Linked DNA regions of Mus musculus: region 2 is linked to region 1. The links are chromatin contacts, called in public promoter capture Hi-C maps. All regions are on one chromosome and are shown on one strand. Each heading gives the region's core, a stretch centred on a gene start, on an enhancer-like site or on the middle of the called end of the contact. The rest is flanking DNA. Distances are from core to core; before and after follow the strand shown. Region 1 has its middle 81 kb from the start of Ccng1. Region 2 has its middle 41 kb from the start of Gm12146.

What was found. Promoter capture Hi-C pulls out the DNA fragments that hold promoters and counts their contacts.
Region 2: a promoter capture Hi-C map of second pharyngeal arch cranial neural crest shows a contact between it and region 1. The contact joins two enhancer-like sites. A contact is called at or near these places in 4 of 39 promoter capture datasets (cranial neural crest, frontonasal cranial neural crest, maxillary cranial neural crest and 1 more) and 1 of 115 datasets of contacts at active chromatin or transcription factors (VIP interneurons).

What each region holds. Positions count from the first base shown.
Region 1 is chr11:40,834,080-40,838,746 of GRCm38.p6, reverse strand. No RefSeq gene overlaps it. Among named protein-coding and RNA genes, the nearest start is that of Ccng1, 81 kb to the right of the region's middle. Within about 2 kb of position 3,171, at least 4 of the 459 cell types and tissues checked have an H3K27ac peak or open chromatin away from gene starts, as enhancers often do. A contact at or near this core is called in VIP interneurons and second pharyngeal arch cranial neural crest, where this site is marked.
Region 2 is chr11:43,262,642-43,267,411 of GRCm38.p6, reverse strand. No RefSeq gene overlaps it. Among named protein-coding and RNA genes, the nearest start is that of Gm12146, 41 kb to the right of the region's middle. Within about 2 kb of position 3,376, at least 55 of the 459 cell types and tissues checked have an H3K27ac peak or open chromatin away from gene starts, as enhancers often do. A contact at or near this core is called in VIP interneurons and second pharyngeal arch cranial neural crest, where this site is marked.

The DNA of each region.
Region 1 (4,667 bases), core at 1,922-4,421:
AAAAATAAAGTTACACTGTACAGTGAAAGTATGCCCTTAATCCCAGTACTCAGGAGTCAGAGGCTAGCAGATGTCTGTGAATTTGAGGCCAATGTGATCTTCAGAGTGAGTTGTAGGACATCCAAGGCTACACAGACAAATCCTGTCTCAAAAATCAAAAAGAAAAGAAAACAGAATTCCATAAGTAACACATATTGTCATGATCTAGCCATCTCATGCTAGGATTTGTATGTGTGTGGAATATTCCAAATTTTCTTAAATCTTAGCATCTTTGTTGAAATGAAAATACAGAAATCAGAGAGTAAACAAAACTCCTGAGCATCAGATACTTCCTGATAGGAATCGTACTGCCAACATGCATTCTGGCCAGAACCAAATCCACCACAGGGTCCTCTTCTTATCATCTGATGATACTTCAGAAAGTCTGAGAAATACAGAATCACTAAGTTTGCACCCTCACCTGGATATCACAATGCACCTAAAACATTCAGGGCGACCCTAATCTGAGCCGGTTTTATCTGCTAAGCTTGCCTGGGCCCTGCCTGCCCTGGGCCCCACCTGTCCTGGGCCCTACAGCAAATGCCAAGGCACAGGCATTCACGTCTTTTTAAAAGAACCCCAGCCTACTCCTTCTCAATGGAATGCTGAGTCCATCTAAGTCAATGGTTCTCAACTTGTGAGTTGCAATCCTTTTGGCCAACCTCTATCTCCAAAACAACTTATGTTGTGATTCAAATCCAGTAGCAGTTATGAAGTAGCAACAAAAATAATTTTGTTTTGGTCTGGGGTCACCACAACATGAGGAGCTGTACTAAAGGGTCACAGCATTAGGAAGGCTGAGAACCCCTGACCTAAATGAACCTTCGATATTTGCATTTATTCTATGCCCAAATAGAACTTTGCCTTTGTGTTAACTTTGAGCACAACTTCTAGGTTTACAAAAGCAAGGAAATTCCAAAGGAAGGTTTCCCTCAGACCAGTAACTTGCAAATAATTAACTGCTCTGTGGGATTTCCAAGCACGGAGAAGAAAAGAGGGACGAAGAAAGAGGTGTCCTTGACTGGCATGTCCTCTGGAGAAGAGATTTATTAATACCTCAGCAGGCAGGATTCAGGGGTCATAAGTAAGAAGCTTCCATTTCACTGCACAAAGCCGACAGTCTACTCCTAAAGGTTTCTGCATGGGGAAGAGGAGAGCCTTCACCAGGTAGAAGTATGCTTAATTAATATATAAGCTATGCTATGTAACTGTAGTCAGACAACTTCCAATTCCCAGGGATATCAGCAGCCCAGGCATGGGAGAGGAGCCAGCTCCAAAGAAGAGACCATGCAGGGGTAGATAGGGCCAGCTCTGTAAAGCTCTTTGCAGCAGCACCTGGAAAAGCTAGGTTCTAATGGACCTAAAGTGCCCAAGAACCATACTAGGCAGACTTTAAACACGCAGCAAGCTGTATTCCATTTCACACTTCTAAACTCTGTGGCATGACCCCAAAACCACATCTCACACACCTCTGATTCATATAATCCATCTGCATCTAGTCAGTGGAGCATCCTGATCCATCGCCACGAAAATTAAATGTGTATTAGTGGAAAATATGTTATGAAAACAAAGACACTTGCTAGTGAAGAATAAATGTGTCTCAAAGATACTATTTTCATTATGTGTTTGTCTCGGGTATATCATACTCCACAAGATCTTTGTCTTCTATCGGAAGTTATAGAAAACCTATAAAGTATTTAGTTTCATTTGCCTTCTTCATGATGTCTTAGTATACGGGTTGATGTGTGTCTGTAGATGTGTGCCTATGAATAGAGATGCTCAAAGAGGTCAGAGCCATCAGATGCCCTGGAACCAGAGTCACAGGCAGTTGTGAGCCACCTGACAAGGAGACAGAGAGTGGAATTTGGGTGCTTCCTAAACACAGTACACACTCTTAACTATTAAGATGTTCTGTCTATCCCCTCATTTGCTTTTCTTCTCAGATTTCTCAGTAGATTAACTGTCCCTCTAAACATTAGTGACCTTATATCAGCCACTATAGGAAATTCAGAGCATGTCAGTGATTTTTTTTTTCCTCTTGTGAACAAAATATCACATTCTTCAAAAAATCAAACTGGCCCTTAATTAATTATGTGCATTACTTTAAAAATCCAGAGCCTCTCTTCTTCACCTGGGGGGGGGGGGTGGGGGCTTCAAGTTGGTAGCACAGGCCCACTGATCTTCAACATTAAGTGCTGTGCAGTAGACAATGAGAGAGAAACCATTATCTGAGAACTTAAAATATTTTCTTTACCTTCCTATCTAATAAAATGATTCCTACAGAAGTTCTTTTATAGCTACCAGAGGTGCTATATGTATATATAGTATATATATATATTAGAGTATGTATGCATGCATGATAGATGTACAGTTGTATCCAGAAATCAAGATTTGATAATATATAATATATCTAATATATATTAGATACTCATCCAGAAAATACTAACTGCATTCCCCAGCCCCCAAAAGTTCTTTATGCTCTAATGTAAAAGGATTTGCATCTGTAGAAATAAAAATTGATTCGCTGAGTAATGCTGTGTACCAGATACTGCAATAAACACTTTAAGCATCACTATCCACTTGCCCTCCTGACAGTTTGTGTTAAAGGTTCTATTGCCAACTTCATTTCACAAATGAGAGAAGTAAGGATTAACTACCCAAGGTCACATAACGACCAAATCACAGAGATGAGACTTGAATTCATCATCCACTGACTTCAAATACTGGGCCACAAGTTTCCCCCAAAATGATCAGGTTCTGGTGAACTGAAAGAAGCACCCACCAGGCAGAGATCCAAGAGATAAAAATGTTCTTCCTTCAGCTGTGACACAACGGAACTGGGTAGTTTTGACCACGATATTTCCCTTCTTTGGATTTCCACTTCCTCTTCTATAAAGAGTGGTAATTGGACTACTAGATGAATAATAAAATTGCTTCCAACACTAATACATGACAGATTTAAGAGCGGCCACTTTGCACTAAAAAAAAGAAAAAAAAAAAGAGGAATCTATAGACAATGGGAGCCATCTGGATGTGGAAATGATGAATGGCAAAAGCTGTTGGAGGGGATAGTCTCAAATGAACATCCCTTGCCAGGGACCCACACACCACACTGCCTCTCCTGCAAATTGCCTGCAGCTGCACAGATCTAGAGGCCACTTAGAGTGCAGAACCCTTAACAAACTGTTCGAGGCATTTGGTCTCGGGTTTCCCTGGAAGATTATCTAGGTCTATCACATTAGATGTCTTGTAATTTTGCCAGCTTTGTTATGAGATGTAGAACGTGTTGTTTTGTTTGTCTGAACTCAATTATCACTTCACTCCAGCTAAGATGGGGAAATGTCTTTGCAGATTCTTTCTTGACTCCTTGATTGGGGAAGATTTTTCACATCAATCAAAATGTGAAAATCACCTAAAGACACCTGTAATGATCTAACTAGAGAAGGAAAATTGCACTAGTCTCACAACTTATATGCTTGTTCTCGCTTTTATAGCACTGTGCCTCCCATACTCTAGATCCCAGAGCATGATGTTCGTGTAAGCTTACAGCAGATCGTTAGGATCTTGTCTTGTAGTCTCCTGACTGCTATGTACTCTGACTCAGAAATCCTATCAAAGTCTTCGCACTCATTGAGGCCGCCTGTTCTTTTCTCTTTACCTCAGGTAAACCCAAGTATCTCCTAAATGATGATTCCCTGCAAAGTGATGCTGATGAACTTGAAAGGGATTTTTATCTCCACAGAAAGACCACAGAAAAACCTAATACAGACCTAATCTAATATACCTACCCTTTACCTACCCTTGCTCTTAAAAACTTGTAGACTATTTTACTACTGGAATTGTTCAAGGTTGTATTTTTTACCTAGACATCCTGGTTCCTTCCATGTTTGGCCACCTCACTGGATCCTTCATTTCTTTTTTTTTTTAAGATTTATTTATTATTATACATAAGTACACTGTAGATGTCTTCATGCGCACCAGAAGAGGGCATCAGATCTCATTACAGGTGGTTATAAGCCACCATGTGGTTATGGGATTTGAACTCAGGACCTTAGGAAGAACAGTCAGTGCTCTTACCCACTGAGCTATCTCACCAGCCCAAGGAGTCTTCATTTCTTGAGACAACTAAAAAGCTATATACCACTAATGTCCTTAATTTTTAAAAGAAAAAAAAATGGTTGTTACTTTTACTCTCTCCTTCCAGTCATGATCAGATTCAATTGCTCATTCTCAAAGAAACTGGTGTGCTAACAGAGAAAGCTGCTTGTAGTTGCACTGGTTTCTGCCCAATATTGGCACAACTATGTGACTTGAGTTGAAGTGGAGGTCCAAACTGCCTTTTGCCTCTACAGAATTTTGTTCATGAAGAAAACTATTCTGATAGTGACTCTGTGCATAGGTCAAGAAGCCTTTCTGCTAAACATGCCACTTCTCTTCTTTCTCCAATTTTGTGTTTTTGCTACAAAGTCTTCCTCTTTTGCTACTCTACATTTTCAAAGAAAAAAAGTCTCCCAATATCTCTATCTCAGCAGCCACTCTTGAGTTCTCTGTATGCTCCAAAGTTGTCTTCTGTAATAAGTAGAATATATTTTACACAATGCTTTTTTTCATTTCTCATTTTTGCATTT
Region 2 (4,770 bases), core at 2,127-4,626, 2.4 Mb before region 1:
AGTTTGAAGGGCTTTTTAGAAATGGCTTCATAAATGTTCTCATGGACAAGAAGGCAAAGTTCAGGGAAATCGCAGGCTTGGGAGTCCTTCAGACCAACCTTCATATTTTAAATAGACAAGAAAGAAAAGCTGCACAATAAGAACTTTGCGAGAATGAGAAATGATCTCCTGAGTCTTAGATCCAGTTGGGGCTTTTCAAAGCTTTCTTTTGGCAGGAGGGTGATTTAATAATTTATTTTTTACCACCTGAAGGTGAGTAACACAGATGTGACCTTTGACTTAGCCACATACTTGCCTGAACAAGAGCAGTAGTGTCCACTCTCCTGTGTGTCCTGTTGTATCAGCAACAGCCTCAGATGTAGGCAGTCCTGTCCATGGAGTCTCCTAGATAAATGTGTCTATCTCTCCATCCTTGACTGCCATCTTGACTTGAGAACTCTTAGGCCTACTTCTTTGGCATAAAGCAGATAAGTGTTGTTGAAAAGGATGGCTTGCCAAGGTGGGAAGCTCTCACTGTTTGGCCATGATGGTCATGAAGGTGGTGGCCTGAGTGATGTACTTGACTGTTCTGACCCAATGGATTGTGGTCCAAGAGGGTGGTATAAATTTTACTTTGGAAGGGTTCTGTGTGCCACTGTGGGAAAGAGCATGGAGTAACTGTGTGGATCAGAGGTGACTCTTCTGCATCTTCATTGGGACTTTGTTCCTTTCCCTTTTAAAGGAGGTGTGCTTGGCTAGAGGCCTAGTGACTGCTGCCCAGGACTCTTGAGTTTTCAGCTTGAATATCTTCCATAAGTGGAAGAGGAAAGTGCATGCTTATTTTTACATACGTGTCTTATACATATATCCAGGAAAGGGACAAAAGTATATGTGTGTGTATGTGTGTGTGTGTGTGTGTGTGTGTGTGTGTGAGAGAGAGAGAGAAAGAGAGAGAGAGAGAGAGAGAGAGAGAGAGAGAGAGAGAGAGAGAGAGAGAGAGATCTTCTGAAGGCAGGAAATGGGGCTCAATAGCAGCACTTGATGGAGCTTTAGAATTTGTTTCTGCCTTTGTAAGTAGGACAAAGGCACTCTGAAGGAAGCCTTTTGCTGGTATAGTCCATCTCTCTTCTCCTTCAGGCTATTCCTCTGCAAACAGGGTAACACGAGGAGTTCTAGAAGGACTTTGTATTGGTCATCTTCCTGTCTCTGTGATAAAGTACCATGACCAAGGTAACTTATAGAAGAGTAGGTTTGGGCTCATGGTTCCAGAGGGAAGAGTTCATCATGGCGGAGAGGCAGGCATGATGGTTAGAGCAAGTCTACTCTCAATGAATACTTCCTCCAGCAAGTCCAGCCCTGCTCAGTCATTGCCTCCAACTGGGGACCACGTGTTCAAATACACAAGCCTCTGTGGGTATTCCTATTCAAAGCACTACACACAGAGTTCTACTCAGACAGATTTCTCTTCTGTCCTTTATCACGTGGCCTCAAGTTATTCTATGCAATTGTCATTTGGTGTAACAATCTTTATTTTTTTTAAATGTGCATAGGTGTTTTGCTTGCATTAGTGTCTGTGGGAGGATGTCTTTTAAACTGTGCAAACAGCTCTGGAAAGCATTGGTATTTTATCTCTGGCTGATGAAATAGTTGAAGATGGGAGTCAGGAGAGCAGTATTCTGATCGTAGCCTTGCTTACACATTGCAGAATGACCCTGGACACAGCTATCTGTCTCTCTGTTGAATTTCATCATCTGCATTTAATAACAACCTTTCATTTGTGGGAATACACAGGTTAGCTGCAGGAGAAATGGCATTTCCAAAATCATTTTCCATTACCTGCCTAATTCCTGTGCAAGACTGGGCCCCTTAACATTATGAGCCAGAGAAGATTATGAGGACTGTGGTGGTTTGAATAAGAACGGGCCCCACAGGCTCATAGTTTTGAATGCTTAGTCACCAGGGAATGACACAATTTGAACAAGATTAGGAGGTGTGGCTTATAGGAGGAAGTGTGTCACTGGGGGTAGGCTTGGAGATTTCAAAAGCCCACACCCAGGCCGAGAATGTCTCTCTTGGTCTCCGGACCACCATGTAGTTCTTAGCTATTGCTCCAAGGCCATGTCTGCTATCATGCTTCCAAACGGAAGACGATGCACTGAACCTCTGAATCTGTGAGCAAGCTTTCAATTAAACGTTTTCCTTTCTAAAAGTTGCCTTGGTCATTGATGTCTCTTCACAGCAATAGAACAGTGACTAAGACAAGGCCCCACCCCTCTCTGAAGGGGTAATTATGTTGGTAGGTAATTAGGGTTGCTGGGTAAGGGAGAGTCATTTTATTCAGCATTGCAGCCACTGCCAAGGTAATTTTAAGAAACACCCACTCACCCACTCACCTATAACTCACCCTAATTAAAATCATTTGTTCAAGAAGTGTAGGAAAATACTTTCTTTGGATTTCAGTCAGGCGTTTGGTTGGCTAGTCTCTCTACAATTATGTCAGTGGAACCTTCCCTCAGGCCTTCCTGTGAGGGGTGAACCCTCTTACAGACGGCTGCAGAGAGAGTGTCTGTTCAGCTATCTACAGAGGTATGACTTTGAGGAAATAATATGTTTGGAGGGGCATGGGAATATGGGCTTTGTGCTTCATTCACATAGTAAGCAGCCATGTTTATTGAGGGTGGCTGGTAGGGTTGCTGAGGTGCCTGGGGACCTATGTAAAAGAAAGGTATGCATTTGCTCTGGCTTCCCTCTTGACAGTTGGAAGGGCTGAGTGCCTTGACCCTTCGTTATGGATCCCCTTAAACAACAGTTTCTCAACATCTATGTACTGATCTGAAAAAGTCAGTCAAGGTCCTCCAAGGGATTGGAGGTTTTGTTACCTTTCCCCCAAAGGGTTGATGCCTCCTCAGCTTCACTCAACTCCTGAAAACCAACCCCATTCATGATCTCTCCGACGGCAGTATCACAGTATCATCACAGGATGTTGTACTCAGAGCACCAGGGGCAGAGCAGGAAACTGATGTCTTTATGGGCTTTTCTATTCTCTGTGTTTATGTGTGCATGAGATACAGACTGATACAGCTGCACAGTGGACCACAGGCTTGAGATCTGTCCAAGAACAGTCCTACACCATAGCCAGCCTCCCCAAATAGCTTTTAGAACCAATTGAGGGCCCAACTGGAGAGGTTGGAAAACCTGGGAAGAATAGTTTTAGGGAAAAGCTCCTGAAAGAATTTGTTTAGAGTCACCATAGAAACCAGAACACCAAGACTTGAAATCTGGGCTCCAGTTCTTAGATCCAGACAGACTCAATGTCCTCAACAGGATTCCAGTGCCTGAAGCTCTCCCACCCCTGCATAACCCCAGTTGCAGTACCTCCTTCTATCCGGCTAGGTGGCAGCAGAAGGCTTCCAGTGGAAAGCATTCCACAGGGATCTGTCTGACTTGGTGCCCAGTTTGGAGTCTGAGAGGGCTGCAGGGGAGATGTTTTATGGCGGTGTAAAGAGTATTTCAGGTTTCCCCTAAATGATGATATTATACTTACTTTTGTTTGGACTGCAGCCCAGATTTACATGGTATGGAATTGTCTTTCTTTAGGCCACATTGCTGCCTTATGCTAGATTTGAGATGAAATTAGGGCGCCCTCACCACTATGAAACCCTGCCTCTCAGGAGAATGTCATGTGGTTCTGGTTCCCCATCTGCCCCCCTGGTCTTATCTTGAGTCATGCATCTCTGGTTAAGTACACAGACACTGCTTACAGACTCCCAGGGTTAGAATACCACCTGACCACTTGCTAACCATGGGACTGTTGTGTCTTTATGTGACTTCTCTTTACCTCACTGTCTTCTCTGAGGTTGGGATGAATGACTGCAAATGGCACTCAGTTTCTTTACAGTGCTTCTCATGAGAGGATAAGAGAATATTTTTGAAACAAGTGTTTTGCTTCCATGGAACCTGGTGGTCAACAAGTATACAAGTTCTCAGCATAGATCTCATGAGCTCATGCAACTCTTTTTCCCTCTGAAACCATGTGACCAGACCTAGCTGGCCTCCTCAATGATGAGAAACCATGCAGGAAGGAAGATACCAGTTCTTCAGCTGGGGTCCCAGTTACATGTGAGCTCCATTGACATCAGGCAAAGTAAGGGTGAGGCCAATGCATGGAGCTTTGAGGTAGTGGTGGTGCAGTTGAAGCTATTGAGCCAGGTTAGATAAGTCTTTACCCTGCAGGGTTGCTGTGGTGTTAGATAGTGATGTACAAAGTCTAGCACACACTAAAGTAACCCAATACAGTTATTAGGACAACATATTTGCTGTGGTGTTAGATAGTGATGCACAGAGTCTAGCACGCACTAAAGTAACCCAATACAGTTATTAGGACAACATAATCCCAGGCCATTGTCTGTTGCTCTCTCTCTCTCTCCTTCTCCCTCTCCCTCTCCCCCTCTCTCTCTCTCTCTGTGTGTGTGTGTGTGTGTGTCTCTGTTTCTCCCCCCCCACCCGATGCATGTGTGTGTGTGTGTGCATGTGTTTGATGTGTGGTATTTCTGCACATGGAAGACAGAGAAGATTGGATATCCATCTTCTACCATTCTTTGCCTTGAAACAAGTGCTCTCCCTAAACTTAGGTTCACAACCACCTAATCCCAGAGAGTTTCCCCTTTCTGCCCACCTCACACCTTTGTCAAGTACTAGGGTTACAAGTGCATCACCCTACACATAGGTTTTTAGGTAGGCACTAAGGATTTGAACTCATATCCTCATGTTTGTGCTGTAAGCAGTCACATT